4 separate regions of the Mus musculus genome follow, and regions 2, 3 and 4 are each linked to region 1. Evidence: chromatin contacts called from public HiChIP or PLAC-seq data. All regions are on one chromosome and are shown on one strand. Each heading gives the region's core, a stretch centred on a gene start, on an enhancer-like site or on the middle of the called end of the contact. The rest is flanking DNA. Distances are from core to core; before and after follow the strand shown.

What was found. HiChIP or PLAC-seq counts read pairs in DNA pulled down with a chosen protein or histone mark.
Region 2: an H3K4me3 HiChIP or PLAC-seq map of craniofacial prominence shows a contact between it and region 1, with 2.9 times the contacts expected there. The contact joins two enhancer-like sites. A contact is called at or near these places in 1 of 484 Hi-C or Micro-C datasets (cranial neural crest) and 3 of 115 datasets of contacts at active chromatin or transcription factors (craniofacial prominence, embryonic forebrain and stem cell-derived neural progenitor cells).
Region 3: an H3K4me3 HiChIP or PLAC-seq map of craniofacial prominence shows a contact between it and region 1, with 4 times the contacts expected there. The contact joins the promoter of Alx1 here to the enhancer-like site in region 1. A contact is called at or near these places in 3 of 39 promoter capture datasets (cranial neural crest, frontonasal cranial neural crest and maxillary cranial neural crest), 3 of 484 Hi-C or Micro-C datasets (LSK cells, cranial neural crest and palatal mesenchyme), 3 of 115 datasets of contacts at active chromatin or transcription factors (craniofacial prominence, embryonic forebrain and stem cell-derived neural progenitor cells) and 2 of 9 other capture datasets (adipose tissue and pancreatic islet).
Region 4: an H3K4me3 HiChIP or PLAC-seq map of craniofacial prominence shows a contact between it and region 1, with 4 times the contacts expected there. The contact joins two enhancer-like sites. A contact is called at or near these places in 5 of 39 promoter capture datasets (the 3T3-L1 cell line, cranial neural crest, frontonasal cranial neural crest and 2 more), 5 of 484 Hi-C or Micro-C datasets (cranial neural crest and embryonic stem cells) and 2 of 115 datasets of contacts at active chromatin or transcription factors (craniofacial prominence and embryonic limb bud).

Annotation. Positions count from the first base shown.
Region 1 is chr10:102,876,642-102,879,760 of GRCm38.p6, forward strand. No RefSeq gene overlaps it. Among named protein-coding and RNA genes, the nearest start is that of Alx1, 150 kb to the right of the region's middle. Within about 2 kb of position 1,675, at least 19 of the 459 cell types and tissues checked have an H3K27ac peak or open chromatin away from gene starts, as enhancers often do. A contact at or near this core is called in craniofacial prominence and pancreatic islet, where this site is marked.
Region 2 is chr10:103,043,934-103,047,372 of GRCm38.p6, forward strand. It overlaps a transcript of Lrriq1 not described here. Among named protein-coding and RNA genes, the nearest start is that of Gm34298, 17 kb to the left of the region's middle. Within about 2 kb of position 1,263, at least 2 of the 459 cell types and tissues checked have an H3K27ac peak or open chromatin away from gene starts, as enhancers often do. A contact at or near this core is called in craniofacial prominence, where this site is marked.
Region 3 is chr10:103,027,350-103,030,780 of GRCm38.p6, forward strand. Alx1 (ALX homeobox 1) reads right to left here and starts at 1,428. Exons shown (of 4, transcript NM_172553.4): 1 at 1,032-1,428. The coding sequence starts at 1,257. It overlaps Gm34298, which reads left to right and starts at 1,636. Exons shown (of 4, transcript XM_006514426.1): 1 at 1,636-1,707; 2 at 1,852-1,989; 3 at 2,385-2,514; 4 at 2,760-3,431. The coding sequence starts at 1,636. The coding sequence ends at 3,226.
Region 4 is chr10:103,113,418-103,116,646 of GRCm38.p6, forward strand. The region is part of intron 23 of Lrriq1 (leucine-rich repeats and IQ motif containing 1); the gene reads right to left. Among named protein-coding and RNA genes, the nearest start is that of Gm25376, 6.2 kb to the right of the region's middle. Within about 2 kb of position 1,399, at least 9 of the 459 cell types and tissues checked have an H3K27ac peak or open chromatin away from gene starts, as enhancers often do. A contact at or near this core is called in craniofacial prominence, where this site is marked.

The sequences.
Region 1 (3,119 bases), core at 425-2,924:
CATAGATATAGATAGATATGGATATATCCATGAACTTTAGAAGATGTAGGAGTGACACAGAAGGAACAGGGCAGGGGAAGAGTACTGTAAAGACAGTTCTCGTGTGTGAAATTCTCAAAAAATTAATGAAGCCAATAAGAAAGAAACAGTGGTTGCATTTATCAGTTTCAGCTTTAGAGCTGTTTTTGGTAAACCCAAACAACATCAGCATTAGGGATTCTGTCTTCACAATGACAACAATAGCTAGTAGTGCATTCTGGCTGCACCAGTCATTTTACTCAGACTGATGACCTGTTAATTGCAAAAGACTAATTACTTCTTTACTGCCAACACATGTCTACCTGAAAGCCCCCTTTCTGTCTTAAGGAGGTCTTTTCTACCTGAAAGCGCTGTACAGTTCCAGCCTCCATTTGTAGAGCAAGAGAGAGAGTAAAACAATCACAGGACTCCATTACAGAAATGTAATGAAATTGTTAAACCAATAGAGAAAGACCTCACAGTGCTCTGTCTCCTGGGTGATCAGCACGGTTCATTAGACAAAGTAAAGAACAGCAGGTTTCTCCAAATCAGAGTTCCCCAATGTAAGAAAGCCAGACCTCCAAAAGACAATGATGAGTTTAGGCTTACAAGGCTCAGTCATTTAATCCTAGCACTTGGGAGGCAGCGGCAGGCAGATTTCTGAGTTCAAGGCTAGTCTGGTCTACAGAGTGAGTTCCAGAGCAGCCACATCTCCCCCGAAAACATATCCTGTCTCAAAAATCAAACAGAGCAAGAAAAGGCAATACTGATGTGAACTAACATTCCATACTGAGATTCCCTTTGAAAGATCTCCAATAAAATAAAGTGAATATAAGCCTCAAATTCATTGATGAGTATTCTATGAGTATTCTATGAATTGTTTGAGCATACACGCACAGGCACTTTCTTAGGGTAAATAAAACTTCACAAAGGCATTGCCTTGTAGATCACATTAATGATGTTTATTCGTTAGACACAAAGTAATGCGTATTTAGTCTCAATGCCTTCCAACAGAGATTCATCTTTCTTTTTTTAAATTGAAGTTCATAGAGTGAGTCATGCTGTGTTGTAGGTAATTGGCTGACGTAATATACCTATTCTGCTTTGTTGCACAGAAATTGTCCTGACAATTGGAGTCAATACACACATTCAAAAAAATAATTTTAGTCTTTATTTTTTTGAATTCCAGATTATTAGCTGTGTACCTTAAGTTTCTTTACGTTCCCGAATGTTGAATTATTTTTCAACAGCTCAGCAGGCTGCTTAAGAGAAAGCCAGAGCAGAGGTCTGAATGTCGTTTGACACTATAAATTAGTAATCTTATTAGAATTACAGTAGTTATGAATTAATCCACTCAAGTGATATATTTTAAATTAGATTTTCAGTTTCCGGCCTGAGAGTTGGCTTCAGTATTATGGCCTTCGTGCGCCCTCCAGTGGACAAATTTATATGGACTTTACAATTTAAAGACACTACTTAAACGTCCAGAATTCATTATTTAATATATAAACTCACGGACCATCTGGATGAAATCTCATCACGGGAGAACTTGCAGTTTTCATTTTCTCCCGGAGCCTGGGGATCCAGCAGGACTTGGTGCTGGCACCCTAGAGGAAACTCCTCCAAGCTTTTCTGCCTACAGCATATGGTTAGAATCAGGGGCTCGCCCAGCGCCAGCTTATGACAATGGGCGTGCATAGGAATAACATGCAAGCAATCAGTCGAGAGCTGGCTTTCATATTCTCCACTTGTAGAGAGTGTTTTTTACACCTAATGGAAAAGGTAGGTTAGGCAGGGCTAATATTTTACTCCCCAGTTAAGACAACAAGACTGCAGCTAAAGTGATGTGAACTGTCTCCAGTTCAGCTTCTGATTCCCAATACTTTAGCTCTTTGTCAGAAACACTTAATGAGCAGCAACAGCAGCAACAAAAAAAAAAAAAAAAAAAAATCCGTACTCGTTATGGTACATGCCAAACGGAAACATTCTCATTAAATAAATAGTCTTAATAGCACCGAATATCATTTTAGTTGAGGTAGAGCAAGCAGAGGACCACAATAAAAGATTATTAAAAAACAAACAAACAAACAAACAAAAAACTACACTATTTTTTCCAAGTGTTTTGGAAGAATCATGAGATATAATGTTTGTGCACAAACTTGTGCCTATAAGGGCACAGCTAAACATTCGATGATTATAATGCCATACAGCGTCCCGATGCTGTAAAATCAGGTCAAGACCGCATGTTCCAGACCTGTCCTTCGAATTGACACACGTGTTGTTTAGAAAATATGTTTGAGCAAATGATCTTAAGCTCCGCTTGCTCCGGTCAATGTTGCTGCAGCGCTCCAAGCACAACCCAGGCAGGTTGAGGTTTCTGTGGTCTGGTCTCCCCGCTCACAGTACCTATTACCAGGCTTAAAAAGGACTCCGAGGCACTAAGAAAAGTTCTCGGTACTCAATTCATTAGGGACTTTTTTTAAAATTTATTTGAACTCGAAGAGACTCAGCTGAAGAAAGCTTTACTTCTTTTTTTACCTGATACATGTATCCACTGCTTAGAGGAGCTGCTGGGCCCTCAGCTCTCAACTTTCCTGGCTTAACATTTTAAAAAGAAACCGAAAGATCAGAAGAAGGAAGAAGAGAAGAAGGAATGGGAAGGAGAAAGACAAAGAGTAGTAAAAATGATCCAGTGAATTTAATATTGGGGGAAACCTGCGCTTTGGCCATGGAAACTGATGATTAAACTTGCAAAAACATTTAACATTTATTTTTAAGGCTCTGGAAAAGACATGCAGCAGTTTTCTTTTTTGTTTTGTTTTGTTTTGTGTTTTTGTTTTTGTTTTTTTTTTTAAGTGAATGGATTGATTTATAGAGAAAGCTATAATACCAAGTGGTATTTGGGTGGATTTATTTCAACTTGTATTTGAAAGGAGGACGAATATTTATCATATATTTAACTTGTCTTATAATATTAGGGCAATGCCTTAACCAGACTAAAATGATTATAGTCTAAGGATCGTGTCTAACACGGTCCCCACCCAACAACCTCAACCTCAAGGGTACCAGAGTTCCAGACATAAATTTTAATTTCCTGACTT
Region 2 (3,439 bases), core at 13-2,512, 170 kb after region 1:
GCAAGATGGCTGGGCCTGTAAAGACACTTGGGCTCAGTGCTGACAAGGTAAGTTCCATCCTGGATCCCACAAGGTGGCAGGAGAGAACTGACTCCTGAGAGTGGTCCCCTGGTGTCCACTACCTAGTCTCTCTCTCCCTCCCTCCCTCCCTCCCTCCCTCCCTCCCTCCCTCCCTCCCTCCCTCCCTCCCTCCTTCCCTCCCTCCCTCCCTCCCTCCCTCTTTCTCTCCCTCCCTCTCCCTCCCTCCTTCCCCTTTCTTCTTCTCCACAAGAGACAGAGACAGAAACAGAAGAAACAAGAACACACCCACAATAGATAGATAGATAGATAGATAGATAGATAGATAGATAGATAGATAGATAGGTAGGTAGGTAGGTAGGTAGGTAGGTAGATTGATAGACAAACTTTTAGGAGTGTCTCCTAAAGAAAACAGAAGGGAACAATTCTTTGTTCAACCACTTAATGTTTTATTAAATTTCAAAAATATCAGTTTCATGAACACAAACATACTACCAGTATGACAAAATGACAGGTTTCCTTGGCTGATCACTTTAGGGTAGGTACAACAAACCACATTAAAAAGAACTTCTGATTTAAACACCATAATTCAGAAACAGTTTTATTGACATTTATTAATCATTGTCTACAAATTCAAGAGCATCAATACCAATGATCTTCACAGTTATTATGAAAAAAATCACAAAAGTTACAGAAGAAAAAACTATGAGGTTTATTTTACATATGAAAACAGTTTAATAATAAATATCTCATTTCTCATACTAGCCTTTCCACTTCATTGGGGAGGTTCATGAACCATAAAACCCTATCAATGTCAGTTTTTATGTGGTTTTTCTCCTTCAGAGTTGAAAATAAGCTGAGATAAAATATTTTCCATCATTACTTTATGCTGATTTGTGGATGTTGTTAGCAAAGGGATGGCCCAACTGTTCACAAAATAAATACATGTAGAGCTCAATTTCTAGGTTGAAACATATGAATCAATGTTTTCTTTATAGATTGACAGCTCAAGGCTCATTAACATTTCTATCTCAATCAGGTTAAAAGAGATTTACAGGTTTGAAATGCAACAGGAGACCAAAAAGTACATGGGGGATTACGTTTAAAAAAAAAAAAAGTAAACAAATTATGTTGAAATCTGTTTAGTCATCTCTGGGTAAAGAATTTCACTGGAGAGCAGGAGAAACAAAGGAGAAACCTGAAGTTCACTGGATCCTATTACACAGAGAAACTACCAAGCCTCCCTGGAGCACCCTGGTTTAACTTCCTGAAAGGCATTCCAGATGCAGAGTAAAAGCACCTCTAAGCCCAGAGCCCAGTGCAACATTCTGCTTACTGTATTTGCTGAGATAACAGGGGAGACTTACCCTCACACTAGTAAGACCTTGCTAAAAGTTGTCTGAAATTAAAGAAAATATACTAATATTTGCAAATGATCGTTTTCAGGTGTGAAAACAAATTTCAAATGGCAATTTAAAGGTGCTTTAACAAAATTTAAAGTGATTGGGCATGTGTGAGTGAGTTGAACTGTTCTAAAGAATTGGAATACACATTTACCTCTTATAAGCAAGGATAAAACACAATTGAGTAAAATATTACAGATATACGTTCAAATTATTAGGTTGATAAATGTTTAAATTCATCTTTCACTTTAACTTAAATGGTACATATACTTTTTGACCATAATAAATTCTAAGATACTAAGAATTTTTGTAGATTCAAACTTATTAATGCAGTAATTATCCACTAACATTTCTCTAAGCAATATCAACATCCATTCACATATTATATTAAAATAGCTAAAAGAATAATTTTGAATATATGTGTCATAAAATATAAATGAAAGGAGAAAGTGTACATACACATTTCCCTGAGGTGTCTTAAAAATTATTTTGGGATTAGGCCATTTCACAAGAATGCAAGAGGAACTGCAAATGCTGGACGACAACATAATAAATTATCATAATGAAACCAAAAGCGAAATGTTCCAAAACCTTGTTCCCAACTGATAACAGGCCCAGATATCCACAGAGTTAACTAAATCATGGGCTTGTGTTTGCAGTGCTGGAGATGGAAGTATTAGGTAGAGAATTTCGCTTTCTTTTTGCCACTTCCCCAGCTGCCACTGAGTCGAACAGGATTGTCACGGAATGATATGCGCTCTTTAATAGAAGGTCTTGTATGTGTTATCGCTGGTGCAATGATTCCCTTGCTTGAGCAACCTAAACAGTGATATTAAATATGCTTTCACTTATCATGATCCAGTAGACTTATAATCTAGAGTAAGAGGTCGTCCTAAACCAACAACAGGTACTTGAAGTTCTTATATTCTCCGAGTTTATTTTTAAAAAGTTAAAAAAAAAAAAAAAAAAAAAAAAAACCTTTGTTAAGTTTCCAAAGTGATAGGATAAAAAGGTTGGCGTGAATTACATTTAGGTTAAATAAAAAGAAATTCCATGAGATAGAACAGATGTGTTTGTTTCCTTCTTTCTATTTAGATTGTTCTATTTTCCTGGTTGTGGGTTCAATACGACAAGACTATGCCATGGTGGGAAATTATAATCAATCTATACATTTCTATGTTTCAAAGGCTACTATTCGGTGGTGTGTATTTTATAAAGTAAAGCATATATTAAAATTGTCCTAAAAAGTTGAATCATTGGATTATTTCTTAATATAAAGATTTTGTGAGAGAATCTACAGTGCATTAAACATAGAAATGGAGAGCATCGACAGAATTCAATCTAGCAAAACACACACGGAGACACACAGACACACCCCAGTGCTGTTGTATGTATGAATGAGGATACACAGGCATTGCAGGTTGGTGTGGGAGTGTCTTTGCAGCCGTATTGCAGTGACAGCAAACTGTCAGGCTATTTTGTGCCCAGGTGCTATAAAATGTTGTCAGCAGTGTGGGTGTGGGTGGGGTTAAGACTCCTTTATCTGGATCCAGTTATGGATTACTTGTAGAGAAGTAACAGCAACTGCTAGAGGTGGAAACAAATGGTGGTGGCAGAAAGGTGCAAGTGAACAAAGCATGTTTTGTTCTGCAAGATCCAAAGGGGCTATATCAGGAATACTGTTAAAGACTTCTGCTCATCTGCTTCAAATCTCCTGGGGATTAAGCAACTGGGCTGTGTTTGTGGGGAAAGCACTGTAAAAGCAGCAGAAAGACACATTCCAAGGCTTCCTCAATACTGGCTTGAGGCAAGGGTTCAAACCACAGGACTTAACATTCTGATGCCATCATAGCTAAATAAGTTTAGACAAAACCAAACAAACTCCCCCAAACCTTTTTCTGTTTAGGCTAATACATTCTAATAAAAAATTTCAATAAATTTTAAAACATTCTAAAAGAATTAGCACAAGGATAGTCCTTTGTGGGCAGTGCTTTGTGATTTAAATTTGATATAAGATA
Region 3 (3,431 bases), core at 178-2,677, 150 kb after region 1:
TTTTGAACCTCCATTAAAATAGGGGGCGGTGGCTTGTTGTAAATATTTCACACTTAATTCGTTTGTTGTTTTAAAGCGCCCCGCTTCTTTCCTTGCCATTTAAGGGCGGCGTATACACCATGATAAGGAAAAGTCCTCTTAGAATCATAAACCTGTTTTAACTGTCGGGATGTGAAATGATAGGGATTGCACTGGGCTACAAGATAGAAAAAGATAGATGGTTTGTTTTGATAACATTTTGACTTGGAGATAGTCTGGCATTCAGAGTTGAAGATTCTGTCCAGAAACACTCCGAAAGGCTCCTTAGGTGACATTTTATGTGGAAGAAGAAAAACAGACAATGCAGAATCCCCAAGTGAGTGGTTTTTATCCGGAATGCTTTGCCCAAAAGCTAAAATGATTAGGTTTTTTACCAAAATGTATGTTTGCTCATCACAAACGCAATAAAGAAGTAAAGAAAATCGGCAGAAACTTAAGTTCACACAAGCTAATATATATATAGCAACAGAGAAATACAATAAAAATGTCGTCACTCCTAGGACATTAAAAACGGTTTCGTAGCTTCCCACTCATGCACACATAAAAGAGCTCAAAGATTTTGGTTTTCCTGACCACTATGACATCTAGTGATGGATTTCACATCCCCGAGCCCCGGCATCCTGGAGGGTTCACAGCGGTGGTGCGGTATTTTAACTCAATTATGACTTATTTGGAGTCCTGTTAACCTACACTGTGATCCTGGTCAGATCCTTCTTGTCCAGTTGTGAACTCTATCCGAAAGTGAAATAGAATCCGGCAGGATTTAGCTCTGGACCCCGGCCGGTTGCGGGAGTCCCAGAGTGCGCGGCGCCCGGTCCCCAGCAATCTGGATTCCTCTTGCCACATTTCTTTACTTCGACCCGCACCGTACCTCACTTCGGGGAAGGATGGCTGAGACTGGGGCTCAGTTTGGAGCCCTGGTCAGGCCGCTAGGGAGTAGGGATTAGGATGGGGTTGGGGGCTGGAGGTCAGCCGGGGTGCTGGTGACTTACCGCTGCTGTCCTGACAGGGCGAAGTCCTGTCCAGGCGCACGTGATGCTCCGCTCGCGGCAGCGGCCCGAAGGCCTGCACGCATTTGCCAGCCGTCGCTTTGCCGTAAAAGGACTCATTGTCCAGCGTCTCCATAACGTGCTCCAACGCGCCTCCTGTGCCCATGTAAAAGTCACTGTTTTTACTTGGCGGGCTCTTCAGGGCAAACTTCTCGCTCAGAAACTCCATAATCCTGGAAAGGCTGTCCGCGAGCTCTCCGGGGCGTGCGGAGGCTGGAGGGCGCGGAGGGAGGAGGGAGCAGTGGGCGGGAGTAGGGAGGGTCAGAGAGGAGGGAAAGGGGAAGCGAGACCTGCGACGCCAGGAGCTGCCCAGCTCCCAGACTCTTAATACGTCCCGGCTGCAGAAGGGGCACCCGAAGTTGCTTTTATATCTTGAAACTCAGCTGGGCTCCTCCGGCAACCTCCCAGTCCTAATGAATATGAAAATAGGCAAGGACTAACTCCACCCCAGGCCCCCTCCTCCCCCACCCCACCCCCATCTTCCCTCCTTACCCAGGGTAGGGCGCGTCCCCGGCCTAGTTCAGACAGACAGTTCCATTTCAGACAAATGCCAGGAGAGACAAGGACACCCAGAATCGTAGTCGCCTCGACAGTGGGACTGGCATTGCCGAGGAGCCTGGTGAGAACGCAGAGCGGTTAACGCTCCACTCCCAGAGGCCTTGCCGGGCCATCTCCCCCACCCCCGCTACCCCCCACCCCCACTCCCCCAACACCCGCTGTACACCCCGCCCCCACCCCAGCCACTCACTCCCAGAAGATTTAGAGGCATCTTAAGAACTTGAAAGGAAGTATTGCTCTAAAGAGCTTTTATTTCATCCGTAAATCGTTTACATGGAAGATCCACATTAATCTGAGCCCAAGACGCCGGATACAGCGGCGGCTGTTAACCGGCTTGCTGGAGGTAAAGGGGCCGAGGTTGCCTCTAACCTAAAAGGCTGGCGTCGTGGCGGCCGCAGCGCTCTCCCTTACAAGGCCCTGGCCTTCTCGTTTGCTGTCGGATGCACCGGAGTAAGGATGCAGTGGCATCTAACGGAATGGAAGGTTGAGGGAGAGTCTTTGAATATTTGATTTTACCAATACCAAACAATAACCACCTCATTCTTGGTCCACACGAATCATTAGGACAAAATGTATTGTTGTTGTTGTTGTTATTATTATTACTATTATTGAAAATTCATAGAGACAAGTGGCCCTGAAACCCCTTTCTTAGTGGAGGTCAGAGGAACTCATCACGCAAAACAGCGTTGGGAGATGAATGCGGTCAGAGTGTTTTAACAAAAGTTGTACTATATACAGGTTTCAAGAGTTGGGGCGGTGCCTTCGAAAAGAGTGTTGCAGAAGCTAGTGGCTCCGCGGACTGGGGTTGGACTCACAGTTGCGGACCCAAAACCCTTCCTTGGTCCAGCTGACCGGGATGCTAGCGAAGGTAAAACGGCGCTTTGGAGATGAAAACCATTCTGCTTGGCCTTGTGCCCCACTTCAGCTTCTGAGGAGCCCGAGGCGTCTGAGGCGGGGGAGGGAAAAAAAAGAGTTCCTTGCCTTGGGCACACTCAAGAAGCCATTTGCAATAGATCAGCCAAGCTTGCAAATTTGGTGAAACTCCCCTACAAATTATGGACAAGGGAGGTCTCTGCCCACCGATCCTGACATAACCTTCCTCTCTCACCACAGAGGCCTTCCACAGCGGCTGCCCCTTTTCTCCGGGTTACGTTGGCAATTACAGCAGAGCCTTAGTCACTTCGGGTAACCTCGCCGCTGCGGGTGGCCTAGCCCTTTTCAGTCGGGTGTCTGTCCGCCAAGGTTCGGAAATTTCCACATTCTTCTTCGTCCTCGATCCACAGGTGGGACCCTCATTGACGCCCGACCTGGACACAGCTTGCGAGCAAAGATCCCAGGCACAATGTTCTGCACAACTGTTGCTTAGCACTGCCCCAAAGGCGGGGCTGCCAGTGAAAAATGAAGATTCCATCCGACAGGACCTGAGAAAAAGTGTCAGGAGCAGCAGCCATGTTCACCCGGTTCACCACATTTCCTCCCCAAGAACGGACCCTTTGCTGAGCTACCACCAATTGACACCGTTTTGCCTTTTAACGGGTTCTATGATATTTTTAATTGTTTTCTCCGGAGCCTTGAGATAGCACCATCAACAATGAACTGACGAACTTCCAAGAGTGCGGGGGGGGGGGGGGGGGAGGTTAAAGAAAAGCAGGGACTGTCCTGGGCTCTAGCGGAAGGGGAGTCAGGGCTCTAAGATGGGCATTCTCCGAAGTGCGAGGCGTTGCTTGCTCCACCTTCTCTGGGGTGGCCTGCAAGTGGGGAGGAAAAACCCAGGAAATGTGTGCA
Region 4 (3,229 bases), core at 149-2,648, 240 kb after region 1:
TAATGAGAAATTTGACTTAAATTCATATTTTAGAAATACCTGTTGATTTTTAAATCCTCAGGAACAAGAGGACCAGTGCCCCAACAATTTTAAATACAATACACACTTAGAGGTAGCTCACATTATTTTTATACCCTTGTATTTAAGAAATAATTTCTTTGTTTTTTTGAAAGAAAGAATTTGGTGAAACACCCTTCTCTAATTCTATGGTGTTTGATTTGTTTCTAAAATTATCTGGGTTTCGCACTCTTAGACCTGGGTCACAACCTTATGGAGGGACAGGAAATAGTTATCAGGTCACCCAGTGGTCAAATGAAAAAGGATTTGAAATGCTTCAGCATTTCAAATAGTCCTCAGTGGACCCTATTCATTCAAGTGATTGACTTCTCCACGGAAAAGGTTGGAAATTCTTTCCTAGATCTAGGCAGCCTACACCTCTACAATTACTGCAAAATTAAGAAAAATGTAGTATTAGCAGAACATAAGACTGTCAGCAAAAGCCTCATAGGTGTACAGAACAAACGGCCTCTGGAACTGGCAGGGATAGTTTAATTAACAATACTAAGTTGGACTCTTTTTGGTAGACTTGAGCAATAAAATGGCGGTGCAAAAATACAAAAGGAAATAAAATTATCTCTTTATGCTGTATTTCTTCTCAGTGGTTTTCAAACTCTGTGCGGAGTGAAAAGTACAGTATAATCAGGCAGGATGATTTTTCCTGCGCATGTATGGCTAACGGCATGCACATGGTAACTTCTCTTCTGTTTTTATATCCGCTTGATACTATTTCAAGGAAATTTTGAAAAAGGGGAGATGGGATGAAGTTGAGGGGGATGGAAAATAAATATTTAAAAAGAATTACTCCGTACTAGTCAATTTCCCTTAAGTTCGAATCACTATTGATAAATAAAAATCATTTTTTTGAACCAGTAACCAAATGTCTCGGGGTTTTGATACAATGAAATCTCATCGCTTTAAAAAGTATTTTAAACCTATACAGGCAGGGAAGGAAGGCAACCAACCCAAAGTGTTGACGGAACCCACTCATTTCTAAACATCGACACGCCTACGGGGCAGGACTTACGAACCTGAAGACCACATGAAACAAAGGTGTGACGTATCCACAAATCCATCTACCTAACCTGCCTGAAATTAAAAATCAGCCGCGATGCTTTGCTCCACAAAAGTGGAGGCCAGAAGCCCTACCACTGACAGACAGAAGGTTGGAAAATTAAGTACAGATTTTATTTTTAAGTTTTATTTTATAATAAGAAACCAGGCCACTAAAAGTCTGTAACCGTAGCTGAAGTGTGTGCACTCGAAGGCCCCTGAAGTCTTTTACAGCTTTTCAGAGGCCGTGGTTGTGAACTGGGTTTGCACTCTACCAGCAGAGCAGATCTGACCCATGGAGAGCACTCTCAGATCAACACTGCCTCGGGCCTTTCTGCTTTCTCCAAGAAGTCTTACGTTTCAGGCATCAAGTTGAATTTCTTCTGGAGATGATTAACCCAAACCCATGACAGATTTTTTCCAAGATATCCAACCCCTTATGTTTATTTTATCCTGGCTCTTTTTTGGATGTACTGGACACAAGTAACTTACTCGTTTTACATGTTAAAGGGCTGGTGGGGAGCCATTAATTCCCTTAAAAATGAGAAAATATTTCAGTGTGCGGGGCTTGATTGTGTTTGCTCACATTAGCTATAGGATTTTGAATTTTAAGAAAGATTTTTCTCCTGTACTATAGATTTAAAAAAAGAAAGAAAGAAAAGAAACATTTCACTGCATCTCAAGATACTGATCTTACTTGTTAAAGGAGGAGGGGACGCATTCTTGTGATGTCCTAAAAGACACAATGTCAGAAGGATCAGTTTCTCTTTCCGTAAGCTCAGTTTGTAGGGGGTTTCAACTAACCTAAATCTTGGCACACACAATTTCAGTTAATAGTCAATGAAAACCTATAAAGAGTCTATTCTCCATGTGCTATACCAGCCAAGCCAGTCATTGTTTTTGGTCTCCGAGTTTTCTTCTTATCAGTGAGATGAGTAAGTCAGGTGCTTGATGCCATGCTTGGTGTGGGGGCTTTTAAATTTCAAGATGATTACACGAATTTTTAAAACATGGCTATTGCTTTTTAAAACAAGTTTCTTTTTTTAAAAAGAAGCATTACAAAAGATGAGGTCAATACAGCCTTTTGAGGATGTATTAGGACCAGTGATTCTTACTAAAATAGTCATAAATATTTTTAAAGTATTTTATACATTAAAGTATTTCAAATATATTAACTGTCAGCAAACAGCAACTAATATTGTATTTATAACATTATAAGAACTATTCTTATACTTGAAGAACTGTATCATAGGAAAATGTGTAAATTCTAATTTAACATTACATACTAAGAAATAAATGTATTTTGTCAGATAGTAATATGAGCAAATGCGTATCTGTGAAGACTGAGGAAGAATGGCACAATCTGAGCTGGGGAATTCAATTTTGCACACCACCACAAATAAAACTCCATTTGGATATAAGCTTGACGTTTATTTATTCATATTGTTTAAAGTTTCTTGAAACTTGGATTTAGCATTTGGCTTATGATAAAAATTCTATCCAAATATTAAATATAGCTTTGTTTTTTAAATTTCTTAAAATTAAGTTTAAAAACTTATCATAGAAATCCATTTAATATATATCCAAAGAGTATTTCACATAATCTTTTCCATTAAAGAGAAATATTCTCATACAAAGCTTATAGTCACAGTTATAAGAAACACAGCAGATATTCTTAGGCAATTCTCAGTGATTATTTCTCATACTAATAAATATCTTTAAGATGTTTTAAAATTCTAAAATCATAAGAATAAAAGAAAATTAATTCACTCTATGTACTGAGGAATTCTAGAAGTGTTAAGTTTTCTCTGCGCTTGAATAAAATGGCAATGCAAATTTTGTCTTTATAAAACATATATCAATATCTGAATCAACAAATTTAATCGCTAGGTGAAGGATAAAACCTAAGTTAATTTTTGTAATTAGATTTATTGCTGGAATGTTTAGAGATATCAAGTTGTTCTTTAGTTCATGCTTCAGTGGGCTACCTAAGTTCAGGACCTTGTATAGGGCAAGGAGAAGAAATAGCCAGGGACAGCATATAGACTGGGGCGGCAGGTTAATGCCAGAGGTGTGGCTGATTGACTGATTGACATCACCTTGAAAAATCTGGATTAAG